2 separate regions of the Mus musculus genome follow, and region 2 is linked to region 1. Evidence: chromatin contacts called from public ChIA-PET data. All regions are on one chromosome and are shown on one strand. The core of a region is the stretch at or near the end of the contact, and the rest is flanking DNA. Distances in the headings are between cores, read along the strand shown. Region 1 overlaps Fah (fumarylacetoacetate hydrolase). Region 2 overlaps 2610206C17Rik (RIKEN cDNA 2610206C17 gene).

The links. ChIA-PET counts read pairs in DNA pulled down with a chosen protein or histone mark.
Region 2: a contact with region 1 is called in an SMC1A ChIA-PET map of the G1E-ER4 cell line, with 5 read pairs. The contact joins two enhancer-like sites. A contact is called at or near these places in 1 of 15 datasets of contacts at CTCF or cohesin (the G1E-ER4 cell line), 19 of 484 Hi-C or Micro-C datasets (the C2C12 cell line, CD4 T cells, DN3 thymocytes and 10 more), 2 of 115 datasets of contacts at active chromatin or transcription factors (embryonic stem cells and stem cell-derived neural progenitor cells) and 1 of 9 other capture datasets (embryonic stem cells).

The regions. Positions count from the first base shown.
Region 1 is chr7:84,585,781-84,588,828 of GRCm38.p6, reverse strand. All of the region lies in intron 13 of Fah (fumarylacetoacetate hydrolase), which reads left to right. Among named protein-coding and RNA genes, the nearest start is that of Fah, 19 kb to the left of the region's middle. Within about 2 kb of position 1,473, at least 28 of the 459 cell types and tissues checked have an H3K27ac peak or open chromatin away from gene starts, as enhancers often do. A contact at or near this core is called in the G1E-ER4 cell line, where this site is marked.
Region 2 is chr7:84,721,730-84,724,589 of GRCm38.p6, reverse strand. All of the region lies in intron 1 of 2610206C17Rik (RIKEN cDNA 2610206C17 gene), which reads right to left. Among named protein-coding and RNA genes, the nearest start is that of Zfand6, 33 kb to the right of the region's middle. Within about 2 kb of position 1,314, at least 22 of the 459 cell types and tissues checked have an H3K27ac peak or open chromatin away from gene starts, as enhancers often do. A contact at or near this core is called in the G1E-ER4 cell line, where this site is marked.

The DNA.
Region 1 (3,048 bases), core at 224-2,723:
GTGAGCCACCAAGCCCCGTAGGCCAAGAGTACCCATCTGACACTGGAACAATCTGTCTCCTTTGTACTCACAGCCCTTCCTGGATTCTGTGTTTCTATGATATGTCCTGGGCTAGAGCCTGGGCTCCTGGGGACTTCAAGTCTTAGTGTCTACACAGGGGAATCCATTTGTATTCCTTCTCCTGCCCCAGCAGTTACCCAGTTATGGTTGGGCCTGTGTTTTCTGGACTATGTCTGAAACAATGGCCAGGGTCTGACCTGGAACTGGCGTCAGGGAGGGCATGAGGTAGTGCCTGGAGGTCTCAGCAGCCCCTTTCCAGGAGGTTGGGGACCTTGTATCTTTTGTTACCATTCTGCCTTCTAAACATTTATTAATAGCAAGGAAGGCACTGTCTTGGTCCCAAGACCACTTCTTGGAATCAGAAACATTCCAGTGACCTCCCAGGGACTCACCCACAGTGTGATCATTGTGGTACTCAACATTCTGAGACTCAGTTGGTCTCACTTTGATAAGGCCAAGTTGGTAAAAGATCTATAGGATAATATCAACAGTTTTGCCCTCAACAGATGTGCATTGGGACCCTACCCATGGAGGGTATCCTGAAACTCCAGAGATGAGGACACTGGCTCACACTGCTGTATCATCAGTGGACTGTGTTGTACAGGGTACACAGTGAGATTGGCACTTTAGACAGTGAATAAGCAAGTCTGATTTCCCCTCTAGGCAACTGATCCCAATTCTTTTCACCTCCAGGCAAGTGACCTGTAGAGTCCCAACTCTTCTCATCTTCAGGCCATCTAAAGCATGCAGTATATGTTTCAACTAAAATACTTGGGTTAGTGATGATGTGTACCCAGGTCTTCTTGCTCTCTGTTGTTTTACACAGCTGTTTCCAGAGAGCTCGGCATCTTAACCTTTCTTTGATGGGATCCTCTCTGAGGGGCATTCCTCTGCCAGGCCTATAACCATCTCCTACATTCCCACCCACTCTCCTCTCAGCCCACTACAACCCATTTCCTCTTGTGTATCTTTTGGTTCCCCATACTTCCTTGATGTGGTCCTGGTACCAATAGTCTACCCTGTGAACTGGAACCTTGGACCCATTTCCTTATGGTCTGATGAATATCTCTGTGCAGTTGGCATACTCTACATATCCCACTGATGCCCAGCTGGATCTCTCACAAAGCCTCCACAGTAGACCCGTCAGTCCTGCCCACAGGATCCTTAGGCTTGCTCCACACTGCTCCTATCCTGCCAAAGATCCTCTCGCAGTACCCCTCTGCTGCCTCATATAGTCTATCCACTTGGCATGCGATTCTGTGTGGTCCCACTTAGCCTCCTACCACAGAACCTCTATCATAGGACCACATTCCTTAGAGCCTGTGGACCCTCAGCCTCAGCCCTGCGCAGCCTAGTTCAGCCTCCTCTGTCACACAGGCAGTCACCTCTGTCCTCTGCCAGCAGTTCACTCAGTGTCATTCTAGTCAGCAGCATCCCTATCAGCTCCCATACCTAGCCAAGGGCTCCTGTCCATGTCCTGTTATGCTGTGATAAGGGCTCATGAGCTCAATGGTCTTATCTTACAGTGCTGGAGGCAGAAATCTGATATACAGGCAGTGAGGAGGCTGCACTCCTTCCAGAGGCCCCTGAGAAAGGCCCATTGGCTGGCCTTAGGCATTATAAGTCACACGTAGATGATTACCAGTATTGAGGCCTTGTGTGTAGGCCATATGCAACCTGTTCAGGACCTTCCTCTGGAGATGCCAAAGGCTGGCTGTATTTATTAGATGTCTACAGAGCACAGCTGTGTTAGAGGTATTTCTATTTCCACTTCAGTTTTTACTCACCCAAGCCTTTTGGAAATGTGTCATTGTCCCAGTTTTGCAAAGTGGAAAAAAAAAAAAAAGCTAGGAGAGAATAAGGGAGGTGAATCATGGTAGATCACACAGATGGCAAAGGCAGGATACGGTTCCTGTTGTAAACTGCTCTCTCTAAGGCTAGACCCCTGTATGTCAAACATGTATTCCAACCGCTGCATGCCAGTTTTGTCTGGTATTGCTTCAATGCCTGCCAGTCAACCCAGGTTCTTGTTGTGGTCCTGTGGACTGGGTGAAAGTACCTTTTGAAGTGTTGATGTGGAAATGAGGGAGGAGGGGGGAGGTGGATTGGCTGTTTAATGTCAGTATGACAGGACCTGAATAAGCTTTGTCTAAAATATAGTCCTGTCCAGGCAGCTGTCAGCCCTGGGAAAGGGGACCCTGGGGCTGAGACAGAGCCTCATTGTGTCCTTGATGGTTTACCACAGAGGCCAAGGAGAATTCTTTTCTATGTGGTTGTGGGAAACAGAATCCACACGTGTCCTGGTTTGTCCTCCCTTGGCCATGGGGCACTGTATACTTCATGCTGCCCCAGCCCACCCTCCAGCCTCCATGAGCCTCAGGATCTAGAAAAGTAACTCCATTGAAGGAGTTTTAAAAATCTGTATTAACTTGATCTGTCACTACCCTACAGAAAACTTCTGCCTGTTCATTTTCACCAAGACTGACTCAACCTCTCTTAAGATGGCTTCTTGGAGGCCTTTGTTACTGTCTTCTTATGGTGGTGCCATCATGACAGCCTTATAGAGCAGAACTAACCAATGCATGCCATGCCTGTTTGGTGAACTCCTCACTCATCAAAGCCTGGCTCACACATTTCTTTCTCTCTGCACCCTTCTTACCATGATGTTCTGCCAGTACACATTTATCCCCCATATCTTGTCTGGTCCTGATGCTCCCACTAAATAGACCTTCCTTTAAGACAGAGACAGGCTTCTCCCTACCTTACTTAGCCTCACACCTGTTGACGAAGAATGGAATAGAATAAATCATATTTAAGGATCTTTACTTTAAATGTTACCCAAACATTGAATCCAACCCCTATGACCTTGGAGGATGGACTGCTGTTCCTCTTTGAAGGGGAGACTAAGTTCTGAGGAAACACATTGCTCTATCACCTAGATAACACTAAGAGGGTCCTCACATGGACCAGGCCCTGTCCTCAGAGTTT
Region 2 (2,860 bases), core at 65-2,564, 140 kb before region 1:
AATTGTTTTGAGATAGTGTTTTTCAAGAACTGGCAGCTTCCTGATTCTACTAGATTGGCTAGCTAAAAAGACCAGGGACGCTCCACCTCCCCGCCCTGAGATTTCAGGAGCACAATACTAAAGCTTAAGGTTGTTTATTTGTTTGTTTGTTTGTGTAAAAGGTGTGTGTGTGTGTGTTTACACATACTAGGAACTGAACACAGGGCTTCATGCACACTAAGCATATGAGCTACTATTGATCTACACGCTTAGCTACTGAAAATTTTTCTTTCTTTAAAAAAAGACATTGAGGAACTGAGGAGATGGCTCAGTGCATGGAGTACTTGCTCTGCAAGCATCAGAGCCTGATGTGCTATCTCCAGCACTCAGATTAAAAAAAAGCTGGACATGTCTGGAATGGTGACACACACCTTTAATCCCCGTACTTAGAAGGGAGAGGTACATGGATCTCTATCAATTTGAGGCTAGCCTCCTCTAGTTCCAGGATAGCCAGGGCTACAGGGAAGGACCCAAGTCCTGTCTCAAACAAAACAAAACAAAACAAAACAAAACAAAACAAAACAAAACAAAGGCTCAGTGTGACTTCATGTACTTCTAACCCCAGCACTGGAGGGTAGAAGAACTTGAACCCTAAAAGTGCTCTGGCTAGCCAACATAACCCAAACAGTAGGCTTCCAGTTCTATAAGAGCTCCTGACTTAAGGTGATAAAGTAGAGAACATTAGAGAAAGAAAGCTTGTATTTGGCTTCCACATGTGCATGCATAGGTATGTACACTTGTATATACTCACATGTAACACACATGTATATACACAGACATACAAACAAATAAAATTATATACATTAAAAAAAAAAAAGTATTGCTGGTAGCTGCCCCTTGAGAAGCTCACAACTAGACTGAGGTATGTGCTATTCTTTTCTTAAGCAAGTCTCACTCACACTAATAATGCCCATGTTAAAAACTATTCCTTGGTCTTTGCTTGATAAATTCCAAGTTGGCTTCATAAAAAAAGAAGAGCAGTGTTATAGCAGCTTTAAATACTATCAGGACAGTCTTCTAGTTTTGGAGGAGAGACATGAATACTGTTCTTCTAGTTCCACTTTCTTGACTAATCAGCAAGGTTGAATAAATTTACAATTTGTTTTGCCAACTTTTTTCTTTTGGGACCCATGCCTCACATATACTAAACCAACTGTTTTGGTTGCTCATCAACTATCTATTTAAAAGACAAGCAAATTTTAGCTATGACTGAGCTGTATAAAACTGATAAGCACTGTTCTGTGGTCCCGCCAGTGCTAAGCACTTGGTAGAGATTGTTCACATTTAATCAACCAAGGGAAGAAGATATCCCTATCTGCACTTTAAATTTAAGGAACTAAGTCTTAGAGAATTCACCTGGGAAGTTGAAAGACCCACACTGTGAGCCTAGCCCTGGCAGTCCACTACTCTAACCACTTAGTAACAGTGTTACAAGGGTCTTCTAATTTGAATTCTCTGAAGTTCATTGGCTGACACATTCATTTAGCAAATATTGAAGGCCCATGGGGGCAAGCACCTATCTGCCTCGTGGCCAGGGTAATGGTGAGGTTGCTAGGGAGACAGTGATAAACTCTCGCCACGGTGCTGAGCAGGAGCTGTGCTAAGACTGATAAGGGCCACCATACTAGGGGAGTGAGCGCCTAGTGGATCATGGAAGCAGTAGATGAATGGAGAGGACTGCTGATACATGCTGTGGCTTTCGTAGGAGAATGTCCGCAACCTCCTGTGAGTTAGCAGAGTTAGATGTGAGAATAAACAAGCCAACTTTACACACACACACACACACACACACACACACACACACACACACACACGAGTCTTTTCTGTAGACCAGAACTGGAGGGCAAAGGTCATGAGTGTTCACTGAAGAACTCCACGTGGTTCAGCCTCTCAGAGAAGTTTTTGGGGAAAAGGGCATGGAAAAGTTACCTAAAGAGATGATCAGAAAACGACAGAAAATGCTGTCTTTTGCACATGAGCACTAGGTTCACAGCACTGGCTGGGTATCTATGTGTCTTTTTAAATGTAAAGCAGCATTCATTAGCTTGAGACTACACATCTGTAGGAGACAAAAATGTGTTAATGGTGTTTGAGGTGTCCCGTAAATGAGTGAAATAAATGCATTCTTAAGTGAAAATTTTATTTTAGAGTAGCTTATATATTGAAATTTATTTTGTAGTTCTAAATTTATAGAAAAAAATGATTATATAGCATTCACATTTAACCTATTATTAGTATCTTGTTGTACATTTGTCACAACTAATGAACCAGCATTGGCACATTATTAACTGGAGTTACACATCATTTAGATTTCCTCAGTGTCTATGTAACATCACTCATCTGTTCTTCAGTGTCTACCCCAGGACACCAAGCTATATTTCTCCATCAGTGCAACATCAGGGTCTCCCAGAGGGTAAAGATTCTTTCTTCTCTTGTCTTAGATGACCTTAACAGTTGTCAATATCAGTCAGAAATATAGTAGAACATCTTTTGTTGGGATTGATTTTATTGTTTTCTAGTGATTAGAAGAGGAAAGCTATGGGTATGAAGCCTTCTCAGAGGACAGACTACCAAATGTGACTTTCCTGATAGACCTTGGTCCATGGGTTTGACTCAAGGCTGCCCATTGTGATTTCCCCAAGACTCATATGCTGTGTGACATAGCACATATGAGAACATAGGAATCCCACTTGATGATCCTAATAGTCAAATATCTCTATAACTGGTTTGGAATGTTTGCATGGGAGATTTGTCCATTTTCTATCATTTGTTTATTTAATCATTTATTTTTATTAGTGTGGACTTGTGAATATCTTCTACT